Regions from separate parts of the Mus musculus genome. Here region 1 is linked to region 2. Evidence: chromatin contacts called from public Hi-C data. All regions are on one chromosome and are shown on one strand. Each heading gives the region's core, a stretch centred on a gene start, on an enhancer-like site or on the middle of the called end of the contact. The rest is flanking DNA. Distances are from core to core; before and after follow the strand shown.

The links. A called contact is a pair of places that touch in the nucleus more often than the background predicts.
Region 1: a contact with region 2 is called in a Hi-C map of DN3 thymocytes, with 2.5 times the contacts expected there. The contact joins the promoter of Diaph2 here to the enhancer-like site in region 2. A contact is called at or near these places in 1 of 39 promoter capture datasets (macrophages), 2 of 484 Hi-C or Micro-C datasets (DN3 thymocytes and bone marrow-derived DN3 thymocytes) and 2 of 115 datasets of contacts at active chromatin or transcription factors (both in embryonic stem cells).

Annotation. Positions count from the first base shown.
Region 1 is chrX:129,746,433-129,752,606 of GRCm38.p6, reverse strand. Diaph2 (diaphanous related formin 2) reads right to left here and starts at 2,865. Exons shown (of 27, transcript NM_172493.2): 1 at 2,491-2,865. The coding sequence starts at 2,631.
Region 2 is chrX:129,688,509-129,695,125 of GRCm38.p6, reverse strand. No RefSeq gene overlaps it. Among named protein-coding and RNA genes, the nearest start is that of Diaph2, 58 kb to the left of the region's middle. Within about 2 kb of position 4,030, at least 28 of the 459 cell types and tissues checked have an H3K27ac peak or open chromatin away from gene starts, as enhancers often do. A contact at or near this core is called in DN3 thymocytes, where this site is marked.

The DNA.
Region 1 (6,174 bases), core at 1,616-4,115, 59 kb before region 2:
CCTAATAATACAATAACCCAGACAAATAACTTATATTGCCATAAGGCTGTTTTATAATCACATACAACTCCTTTACACACATTCAAAATTTGGAATTATCACAGTGAAGCATAATACATAGCATTAATATTTTTAAAATTTAGTCTAAGGGGGCTGGAGAGATGGCTCAGTGGTTAAGAGACTGCTCTTCCAGAGGTCCTGAGTTCAATTCCCAGCAACCATATGGTGGGTCACAATCATCTGTAATGGGATACAATGCCACCTTCTGGTGTGTCTGAAGACAGTGACAGTGTACTCACATACATCAAATAAATAAATAAATAAATAAATAAATAAATAAATAAATAAATCTTCTAAAAGGTCTTATCATACTTTCAAAACTTTAAGAATCCCAAGTTTACCAAAACTTGTTATTTGATCAAACTCTTTGCATTAAAATGAGTCATATTCAATTCCTGTTTTTATTAGCTGTGACACATTGGCTTCAGGAAATCACATAAAGCTCAAAAGTTATAGATGAGTAGAAAAAAAGAAACTCATGTTGGTATTGCGCTCTGGGTTCCAGTACTTGATTTGTTGTATCAAGCTGGGATAACTACAGAACAGTGAAGTTAGTTAGCTAGGAACTGAAAGTGATACTATCTCATAATCACCTAGTTACCTTGTCAAATCAACTAAAACATAAAAGATGAAATAGGACGAATAGCCAAAGAGTAAATGTTATTACTACTAGAGATAAATGCTTTTCCTTTACTATATTGAAAATTGGGAGATTCTTGCTAAATGTATAAAACTATTTATGGAAACTATTCCTTAACTTTTATTTTTAAACTTTTTACTACAGTTTATACTGGGCTAAGTAAGGGGAGAGGGAAAACAGAAGTAGGCTCACTCTCTTACCACAAACTAGTACATTTCAAAGTCACATTATCAAAACTTTTGACTGCTTGGCTGAGGCAGTGACTCGTGCACTCAGGAGACCCACGGAGGAGGCTCTTTGTGAGTTCAAGGTCAGCCTGGTCTACATAGCATGGTCCTGAACAGCCAGGACTTCATAGAGATACCCTATCTCAAAAAGAAAAGAAACAAATTGAAATACATTCAACTCGAACAATAAACTCAGAACTGTTTTTCTTGAATCCAGGATGGTGTGAGCCCTCATCACTGTGATAAATATTGCAGACAAGTCAAAAGAACTGTGACTCAGTTTCTTTATTTGTAAGTGCTTGGGGTAATAGGACACATTAGGGAAGTGATTTCTAGATTTGTCTCAGGTTTTGATGAGATTTTAAAGTTGAAAGATTACTTTAGCCCAAGTCCGTTCGCACATAATGGAAGATTTCATATGTCCTAATATTTGAGCCCTGTTTTCCCGTATGGACGGTCCATAATAGGAAAGTAAACCGGAGCCAGAAGAGAAGTGCAAGTCCAGACCAAGTGGCCAGATGCCACAGGAAATGGTTTGAGTTGCATGTCACAGTCTCACCCTCTCTTCTACTATAATCAAGTTGTTGTTTACAACTGAAATGTAGACGAGCGACATGGACTTGTACTTGGGATGTGGAGTAGGATTCTACTGTTCAAAAGGCTCAGGAGAGGCTCAAAAGTTTGCCTGCTGAATCTCTGCAGGAAACTCCTTTCTCCTCATGCCACTGAAATTAGAAAGTTTACCAAAAGAGGAACCCTTTTAACTGATGAGTTGAAGAAACCCCAGTATTTCCCAACCCAATACCAGGCCCCATCGATTTCTGGCCTCAGCAGGAAATGAGCTACTACTGGACCACACTGTCAGGACTGTGAGACAAGTATGGGGAACATAACTGCTTCTGAGCATTCTCAACCAAGTGGAAATGCTGTGCTGGGATGCAGGGGGGGGGGGGGGGTTGGCGGGGTTACCCAGCCTCCAACTCCTCCCACGCTCCCCCCAAGTCCCAGACTTCCAAAGAAATGTTTCTTGGGTGAGCACATGGGGGGTGGGGGGAACAAACGCACGCAGGCGCCTCTTTCTCCGATTTCTGGCAAAGTCGAAGGAGCTAGGAACCTATGTGGTGCTTGTCTTGATTTCCTTAGCTATGAGTGGGCTCCGATGCGCTCGAAACGGAGAGGAGGGAGGCTCCCCTGCCCGGGACCCCAAGTGTTAAGGGACCAAACAGCAACTGACAAGAGGTGGGAGGGAAATGGAATCCCGCAAAGAAGGTTCGCGCCCACAAGTTAGACAAACAGCCCTACCCCAGTACTCTAGGACGCGACGCAGGGTGTCCCCAAGTTGGGGTGGGGCCTTTCTCCTCCGCAAGCTGACCCGAGAGAGAAGGCCGGATAAAGTGGAGAAGGGGTGCTCTTCCGCCCCCACGCCGTCTCCGTTCCCTGAGTTGTGCGGCGAGATCACGGCTGCTGCCGGGAGGGGAGGGCCGGCTCCCAGGCGTGTTCCTGGGCAGGACGATCCGGGGATCTCGGGTCTCCGAGACCAGCGGGGCTTGCGGGAAGACTTACCAGTTTGGGTTTGTTTCTCGTCTCCTCTTCGTTGGCGGCCCGGTTCCCCGCGCCTCGCTTGTTGCTCCGGCCCCCGCCGTGTTCCTCGCCGCCACCGCCGCCGCCTCCGGCTCCCGACGCCGCCGCCCCGAGCTCCTCCATCTTTCTCTGGCCCTGTCACCTGCCGCCCAGAAACCCCAAGTCTCCTCAAGGGCAAACACCCCTCGGAGCGCTAAGAATGTCCCGCGTCCACGGACAGAGAGGGTTGCCCGCCAAGCGCCGCTCCCAGGCCACCGGGTCTCCCCAAGCCCAGGCAACCCCGACGCAAACCACGCCGGTGCCACCACTCAGCGCTGGGGCAAGCCCTGCCCCTAAGCAGCTGCAATCACCGCGGTCGCCTCCGCCCTCGGGGCGGCGTTTAGGGTGGAGGAAAAGTAGGTGCCTATCTCTTTAAGACGGCCTCGACACACGTGATTCATCAAAGTGCCCGCTGTCGGTCGCCCGGGCGGGCTCCGAAAGCCGCTTCCTACTCGTGGAGCTGAGCCGCCTGGGCTAAGACTGGAGCCTACCAGAGGACATTCTACTGTGGTTAAGCACTGATTTCACTTCCTAGTTGTCTAGCACCAAAAGGAAGGGAACTAGTCTAGACGGGTAAAAAGAGAGAGAGAGAGAGAGAGAGAGAGAGAGAGAGAGAGAGAGAGAGAGAGAGAGAGAGAGAGAGAACCCATTTTAGAGATAGGGAAACTGAGTGAGGAGGATTCTTGTGAGCATTTTACTGGCTAGGCCACAAGTATCAGCTTTCACTAGTGTTGGTCACCCCTACCCTCCCTAGGCAGAAGGCCCTCAGGGGATGTGCTCTTGCTTCATTCTGTGGGCAGGTTTAATTAGCAAGGCAACTGGCAAAGTATAAGAAAACCACCATAGGGAGTTCTGATTAATTGCCTAGACAGATTGTATGGGCCAAAGTGGAAAGAGTGGGTGCCTCTTGCCACAATTGCCTTGTGGCCCAAAAAAATACAATCATTGCTTCCTTTGCAGGCTGTTGGTTAAGGCCAACCTACCCCTACCATAGATAGCTTTTTAACCAAAGCACCTATTTAGAATTTACTATTGGACTGAATCCTATCTTCGATTTCCCAAGCTAGTTTAGGTTTAAGGTTATTGCAAAGAGTAGTACATAAGATTTTATGTGTTGAAACTTTGTTTAAAAGATAAATCTCTAGACAACTGATGTTTTTGTGTAATACCAGGGAGCAGCGTATACTCTTCTCTCAAGGCACCGCACCTAATATTTCATCCTCAGAAGGTAGATTTTCCCATTGTTTCCAAAGGAACCTTACAAAGGCGGGGTTTCAACAAACCAACAAACCATCACAGAATTAGAGACCAAGTGGTGGGGAAGCCACTTGTATTAGAAACTTAAACACCAAGTCTATAACCATGTCTATAACCCTACTAGTGACGAAGATAACTTTGGGCTGTGAGACCATTTGGCCTTCTCCAATTCAATTTGAAGTTATGCTGAAACAAACTTTTATCAGAATGAATGCAGTATGATAAATTTGGCCATCATGTGAGTGCAATGACATAAATAACTTGAATAATAGAGCAAAAGAATTGTAGATATCTCAAAAGCGCTCAAGTCTCAGCTTTTGTCTTTATCATTAAGTTTCTTTTTAATCCTGTGGACAGGCTGTCTACGTTACCAAAGTAGCCAATTACCCAAGGAAGGCAGCAGAGGAGTTCATGCTCTCAATACAAAGGACAGAAGCTCCGAGATACCTTTGCTTTCTTGAAGATCATACTTAACTACAAATTAGATGTGTATTTTCAATTTGACGCATTCCGCACATACACAACTGAATCTAAATTTCATTCCACCTAAAAAAGAGTAAAAACACAATAGGTTTTACAGAAAGATACTGAATGGTATTCCAACACCTACACGTACTTCCTGTAGAAGAAATGTGGGTATAGGTCAAAGTGAGGGTCTTGGAGTTGGAAGGCTAAAGCTGACCTCATGTCTGTCCCTTAGGCTATTGGAAGAAACAGGCTGAAAGAACTGCATCATGGGACAAAAACTACGTGAACAGGAAACTCCCAGAGTACCTATGTCAGAAGCTCAAGAGCGCCTTCCCTCAGAAGACAAGGTTTGAGCTGTTAAAGTTCTGCTGAAAGCCTTGAAGGACCAACGAAGTACTACAAATGTAGCTTATTGTCATAGAGTTCTCCAACTATTGGGGAAGATATTTTTTTTAATGTATTGACCAATTTCAAAACAGGCACAGAAAGCATTCTAGGCAGGCAAAGGGACTGAAGATAGATTTTTGCAGAAACCCTATAATTTAAGAAAACAAAGGTGGGGGATTGTTGCAAGGCAATGCAGCAGAGCATACTGGCCCACTGGGCAAGCAGAGGCAGGCAGATCTCTATTTGAGGCCAGCCTAGTCTGCATAGCAAGGTCCAGGCTAGCCAAGGTTACATAGTGAGACATTGTCTCAAAAATAAATAAATAAATATATATATATATATACATATACATATGAAACAAGATCAATACCTACCAATTGTGGCCATCTCAGACCCTGGCTTAAGGCTTGCTGTTTATTTTTCAGCATTTTGCTCTAGCTAATGTGAAAAGCAAATTGTTAAGCAAATGTACAAACAGAATCACGAATCAGGGTCATTGGTCTCTCTTGGAAACTAACACACAAGGAAGAAAACAGCAGCCTCAGGCAAGAGTATTTTGTCCCTTAACCTAACATTTCACCAACTGCTGTCTTAGGGCTGATCTCACTTCACCTGCATTCCTGTGATTTTATTTTCCTTCTTGTCACACACACGTAGGCTTGTGGGGTGAAAAAAAAATGTCTTTTCTCTGGTGCTGAAGAAAGGAAGATATACCCATCAGCTAGACTATTAAAAGTATACATTAGACCCATTGGTTCCCCAGCCTCTTGCATCAAGTCCCACATCAGCTATTGGAGGAAAGAAAAGTATCTTTTTTCAGACTGACCTTAAGACATCCATTATCTTCATCTAAACAATCTGTCATTCATAGAAACATTAAAGGAAATACAAATTAGGGGGAAAATGAGAAAAAAAACAACTCCAAGGTCACAGCAAAATATTAATAAGTTAATGAATGACTAAAAGTAAACAAGTATTTGCTAAGCATATATTATATGGCTGATATCAAACTAGAGGTGATACAGAGTTAAACACAGGCAGAAGAGGTGCCAGACCTTCTGCTATAATGTCATATACATCTTCCTAGAGAAACTCTAGGTGTATGTTTGTTTAAAATACTGCATACTACAGATAAAACAGTACTTACAGAATGCAAAACAACTTGGAAATCAGAGCAGTAACCAACCAACCAAACAAACAAACAAACAAAAAGCCCAATAGCTATCCTAATAAAAATTCTCTGGTAATTAAACCTTCACGGAATGCAGCAAAATCATCTGTGAAAAGTCTCCTCCCTGTTATTTGTCCCCTCTAGCATTGAGTTTTAGTAGATGCCACTATCAGAATTTTAAATTGAACTCAAGAGTAGTCAGCCTTTTAAAAACACATAGTGAAAGGTCTTTCTTCCCAGCTTCACTGAGTGCTCATAACTTTGCCACATTGTTTCATATGGTTGAAAACTTAAGGTTCATGCCATTAAACCAGACGATAGTTATGCTGAAAACAGCATTTTGT
Region 2 (6,617 bases), core at 2,781-5,280:
CTGTGTCTGCATTTCAGCAGGATTAAATATACCTAGAAGTTCTTTGGATGTGATCCCTTGTTAGAGCAACCATGTTGCTGGATTAAAATTCCTCTTACCTCCTTGAACTTCAAACAGCTTGGCCTCAATACCAATGGCCAAACATTAGCAAGCTCTATTTTTAAATTCTTTCATATGTTAACAACTTCTGCAGGGGGGGGGTGGTGGTGGTGGGTGGGGGTAGGGTGGGGTGGGAGTGGGAGGAAACAAATGATCCCAATATCTCTTATATCTAAACTTGCTCTGCTCTACACTTCTTCAACTTCCCACTCTGAAAAATCTTTTATCTCTAGAATTTCTCTGTGCTCTGATCTCAAAAATTCTTATAAGACTATGCTGTAAACTGTGTCAGGATTTGTAAGTATGACTAAAAATAATCTATAATAAAATTTGGCTGAAATTTTATAACAAAAGTTTTATACATGGATAATCTTAATTTGCTGCAACACTATATATATATATATATATATATATATATATATGCTCTTGTTTAAAATATACTGTATATGCAACTTAGATTTAACACTTATTTGAAAATAGATCTACAATATAGATAGAAAATTTAAATACCAGTCACATAACTGTGTTTAAGGATACTTAAACACTAAGTTTAAGGATACATGGCATGCGACTTTACCACCATCTTAAGACAATCTTATGATATAAATTAACTAAGACAGTACCTATAAAATTTCTCAATTCTACTGAGACCCCTGCTTATGACTAAATCTTCTTTTTAGACTACATAGACAACAGAAGGCCTCTAAAACATTTCAGATTGGTAGGAATTATTATATGTTGACAAAATATTAACATTACAAAGTTCTGCTCAGATTAACAAAAGCTGACTTAGAGATTTACACCTAACTATGTCTTTGCTAACTGTTCAATACCAAGCTTCTAGAAAATTTAGATAGGTAACAACATTTGCTTGATAAATAAAGTATATTTGATAAATTATGTTTATGAATTTCTAAGATCTACTCTGGTTCACATTCATATTTGTCTAGCTTCTTTGTCTTTGCTCTTTTTGTTAGGCTTAAGCTATTTGGATAAACTAAGTCATACAAAGTACTATAATATTCTATAATGGTGCACTATGAAAACATCAGAAAAGGTAAAATTCCCAGTTTCTCTACTGTTGTGGTATATCTCCTCCCAAATATACTCCGGCAATGAAAACACAACACAGTTAATATGATTACATGCTGCGCACCAAATTGGGCAGATCTACCGCTATACTACCATCTTCCACAGCTTATTTCTCCAGGCCATGTGCTTCCACTCTGCTTTTCTTCTTTTTCCTCCTCCTCCTCTGTGTCCTCTCTCTCTTCCATTTTCTCCTTCCTCTTTCTCCCTTGCTTCTGCTCCACCTTCCCTTTTATCTGCCCAATCATCAGCTCTCCTTTATTTTACAAATTAAGGTGGGAAGCAGGTTTACAGGAAATCACCTGAGTGCTGACTCATTCCTTGTTCACAACCACTCACAGGAGAATGGAATTAACGTCAAATATAATTAGCCCCAGGCTGTCCATAACACTCTACAGACTGTATTTATAGTTTAGATTACATTTTGATGCTGAAGGAGCTTCAATTAAGTCTTGAACTCAAATATTTAAGGCTTAAACTTAACATGGATAAAGTAGTAAAATCCTAATCTTATATAAACTACTATTTTATTATAAACTGCTAAAGATAATTAGCATACAAGTTATTGTAGTTTCAATGTTAAGCTTAAGTTTAGATATACCTGATAGATGGTTCTCATGCTCTTCAGAGATTTGCTAAATATGGCATTTAAAGTGTTTAATGAGCAAAAGCTAGCCATAATAGACATGTCCCTTTCTAGTGGGAATCCTATGGCCTCCAAAGATAGATAGGGTACAATAATTCCACCTGAATTTGGTAACACTTTTTACTGGGAAAAGCTGCACCACACTTCACCTTCTACTAGTGCTCTGCCCAACTGTGCACATGTTTTGGGGTGATTGTTCTACTCTCCTTGGTCAAAGTAGGTTAGCCCCTGAAGTTCCTTCTCCACAGGACAATTTCTCAGACCTGAGTCCAGCAGCCAAAGGCCATTACTGCTCTATGTGGCAATTTAAGATTAAATTCTGTCCAGTATGACAGCTGAAGACTAACTTACTGCACACCCCTAAAAAAACCATTGAGATGACGGAAGCCTAGAGCAACCGTCTAGGTAGTGGGAAATTCTCTCTCATTTTAAATGATAAATATGCCATTTGGGTTGTACCTCCAATTTAATTTATCTTCCTTAGATCTCTGATATTGACTAACTGTAGCTTTAATAGCAGCAAGCTTACCATCTCTTACCCCAAGGCTACAGCTGCCATGTTAGTTCATTTCATACATAAAAAAAATCTGGCCTCAGGCCTAACTACTAAGTCTTCAGCTGAAAAATACAGTTTTTTGAACACATTATCTTATATCTGGGATTATAATACCAGGTATCCTGAGGTAGGAGGTTAGTAATAACTTTGATGCTAGCCTAAGATATAAGGTGAGACTTGTCTTAGAAAACAGTCAACCAAGACTAGCCATGGTGATCCAGTATTCAGGAAGCCCACTCATAGGCCAGTGGGATTCTATGAGTCTGTAGCCAGCCAGCCTGGTATTTGTAGCAGTTTCAGGCCAGCCAGGTCCATATAGTGAGGTGCTATTTCAAAACAAAGAAGCCTACACAATAAAATCAAACCCTACCAATCAGCCAAATGTACACACACACACACACACACACACACACACACACACACACTCAGGATCCAGGAGAAAAGGAATGGTATACCATGACAGAGTAGTAGGATGAAAGTAGACTTATAAAGATAAGAATGGTGGTTTAATGAGAATGACTGCCAGTCTATTATGTTCCCAGCTGATGACCTATTTGGGAAGGATCAAGAGGTGTGGCATTATTGGAGAAGGTGTGTCACCAGGAGTGGGCTTTGAGGTTTCAAATGCTTATGACTCGCCAAGCCAAGACCCCCACTTCCCTCTTCCTTCCCCCTCTCCCTCCTACTCCCTCCTCTTCCTTTTCCACTCCCTCTCCCTTTCGCTCTCCTTCTTCCTCCCATGGCCCCCATCTGTCTACCACCTCTGTGTCTGCTGCCTATGGATCAGTATATAAAGTTCTCCACTTCTGCTTCAGCACAATCACTGCTTGGTTGTAACCATGATGGAACCCTCTTAAACTTCAAGCAAGCCTTCAATTAAATGTTTTCTTCTCTAAGTTGCCTTGGTCATGATGCCTCTTCATAATAGAACAGGAACTAAAACAATATGTACCTCATCATATTGTGAAAGTAGCTTCCTAAAGAGCCCTGCTCAATGTAGTAGGAAATAAGGACAGCTTCAGACATGTATTGATATTTAATGTCACTATTAGATAATTCAAACAACATAGGTGTCATTTTACTTGAAAGTTGATGGACATTTCATTTATTAAAAATAATAACAATTATTATAGTTAGTGTAATAGGTTGTATAGTGTAGGTCCATGCAAGGCAGAGCAGGCATGTAGAAATCAGAGGACAATTGTTATAAGTCAGTGCTTCCTCCCACCATGTGGATTCTAGGTATCCAATTCAAGTTGTCAGGTTTGGCAGCAAGTACCTTTTCTCACTGAGCAATATAGTCAGCCTGAATTGGTGAATATTAATAAAACGGGTATGCTTTAAAAATATTGCCAATTCTTATCTATTTATGTTTTAAAAAATAGGGTCTCATTTAAGTAGTTCACTCTGACCTTGAAGTCATGATCCTGCTGTTTCTACCACTCAAATGTTGGAATTGGAGGTGTGTATCACCAAGCCTGGCATTTAATTTCTTGTTTTCTGATACTCTTTTTGTAATAATTATTTTAATTTGTGTGTGAGTGTGTGTGTGTGTGTGTGTATGTGGTGGTGGGCATATATGCATGTAAGTGTAGTACCCCGCAGGATTGGATTGTCTTGAGTTGGAGTTACAGGAAGTTATGAGATGCCTGGGCACAGGTGCTGAGGACTTGTCCTTTGTAAAACTAGTACATGCACTTAACTGTGGGTCTGTGTACTGGGTGCTGTCTGCAGAGATCCACAGGGCTCTGGCCGGTTGGAGTGGCTAAGAGTTACAACTCTTTGAGGGGAAGCCTGAGCAAAGCAGGCTGCTGCACCTCTTCCATGGCTGCCACTGCCTCTGAGTTGGTGCCAGGTGGCAGGATGCAGCAGGCTAGGGGGCCAAGGTCAGGCCACTGAACAGGAAGTGGCTGTGGCTATGCTGATACACCCCACTGTTTGGGCCAGGTGTTTAGTCCAGAGACTACAGCTTCAGGAGAAAATATAAGATCTTCCCTGGAGTGTTACAGCTCAATAAGACAGGCACTCTCAGAGGATCTTTGGTGAAATAACTTCTGCACTTTATTCTTCATATACAGGATCTTAACAAACATTTGAGGTGCATTGGGATCTAGAGGCAGAGGCTTTCTTTCTATTTGCTTGGTCTGAGATGTTAGGGATGCCTCATCTGCATGTGGAAAAACTTCAGGTGCTATCCCTACTGATTGTCACAGTCCTCTCAATGGGGTGTTGTGATCACATGATACAGGACAGGAACATGGTGAGGAGAAGACTTAAACTCCAGAGTTCCTGAATCTGCTCAACCTTACCAAGTTTTCTGTCTGGTGGCACGGTCCACTACTCCACACATAACCACTGAACCACCGTTCCAGCCCCAATTTTTATTTATTTATGTTTATTTTTTTCTTTTTTTGAAAATATGTTATTTTTTCATATAATATATCCTGATTACTGTTTCCTTTCCCTCTACTCCTCCCACTTTCCTTGGTACTTCCTGTCCCATCCAGAATTCCCTTTCTGGAATTAATTTTCTAAAAAAGGCTTATAAGATAACAACAAAATATGACAGAATAAAATATAATAAGGTGAAGCAAACCCCATCATTTTCAAGTTGTATAAAGCAACCCAACAGAAGGAAAAGAGTCTCAAAGAGCAGGCACAAGAATCCGGGGCTCACTTGTTCTCACAGTCTGGAATCCCCTAGTAAACTAAGCCAATGGTGGTAATATACATGTAGAGGTGCTATACAGTCCCTAGTAGATCCAGTGCCTGTTGCTTTGTTATCTCTGAGCTCATATGCACCTTGCTTTGTTGATTCAGAGGGCCATGTTCTCCTGGTGTCCTCCATTTCCTCTGACTCTTACAGTCTTTCCACCTCCACTTCCACGGGATCCCCTGAGGTCTAAGGAAAGGGATTTGATGGAAACCTCCCGTTTAGACTCTGAATAATGTCTGGCAGTGGGTCTCTGCATCTGTTTCCATCTGCTGCAAGAGGAAGCATAAAACACCAATATATGATTATAGTGGAATATCATTAAGGAATCATTTTAGGATATTTGTTTTAGACAAATTGTGTTTGCTTTTATTCTAGTTCTCTGGGATATCCAGGCTCTGGTTCTTGGTTACCCAAGCACTGTCAAGTACATGTTACATTTTAGCTAGTAGGCCTTAAGTCAAATTAGATGTTGGCTACTCCTGTAAGTTTTGTGCCACCATTGCTGTAGTATATTTTGCAGGTATAGGTCAAAGGTTGGGTTACTGTCCACATTTCTTTCTTGGTAGCCTGCAGAGCACCATCCTGCACCAAAGGGACTAGAACTTAGTGGTGAACAGTCCATGCAGATACCAGCTCGACTTCTTGATGTTCCATGTTTTATGGAGATTTTGTCCTTGACAATTTGGCCCTTGGTTTGTAGAGAGCAACTATTTATCTTAGCATCAGCCGAGATTGTATGGGGCTTTCCATGGGATTCTCTTGGCCAAAACGTCAATGGAATGCAACCCAGGCCCTCTGCTGGAAATCTTGCCTGACTACAAGAAATGGCCAGTTGAGATTCCATATACTCCATTACTAGAAGTCCTCATTAGGATCACCCTCATAGATTTCAGGAAGTATCCATTGCACTAAGTAGGTACAGTACCCCAGCTCCCCAAAAACACCTCCCAGTTCCAGCAGTCTTTCCTTGCACTCTCTCCCTGATCTCCCCTCCCCCACCTGATACCTCTTGCTTCTATCTCCACCTGTCTCCAGTACACCAATAAAATCTATTCTATTTCACCTTCCCAGGAACATCAATATGTTCCCCCGTGGCCTCCTCTTTACCTAACCTCTTTGTGTTTGCATATTATCACTTATCATTTAAAACTTGATGGTTAATATCTACTTAAAAGTGAATAAATACTGTAATTTTTTCTGCATCTGGGTTGCCTCATTCAAGACGATTTTTCTTAGTTCCACCAATTTCCCTGAAAATTTCCTGATGTTATTTTTTAAACAGTTGAGTAATATTAAATTGTCTAAATTCATCACATTTTTTATTCCTTCTTCCACTGAAAGATATATAGGTTGTTTCTGGTTTATGGCTACTATGAAAAATGCTGCAAGGAATATGGTTGAGCAAGTGTTCTTGTGGTAGGATAGAGACTCCTTTGAATATATGCCCAAGAGTGGTATTAGCTGGGTCTTGAGGTAGATTAAATCCCAATTCTCGGAGGAAGTGACATATT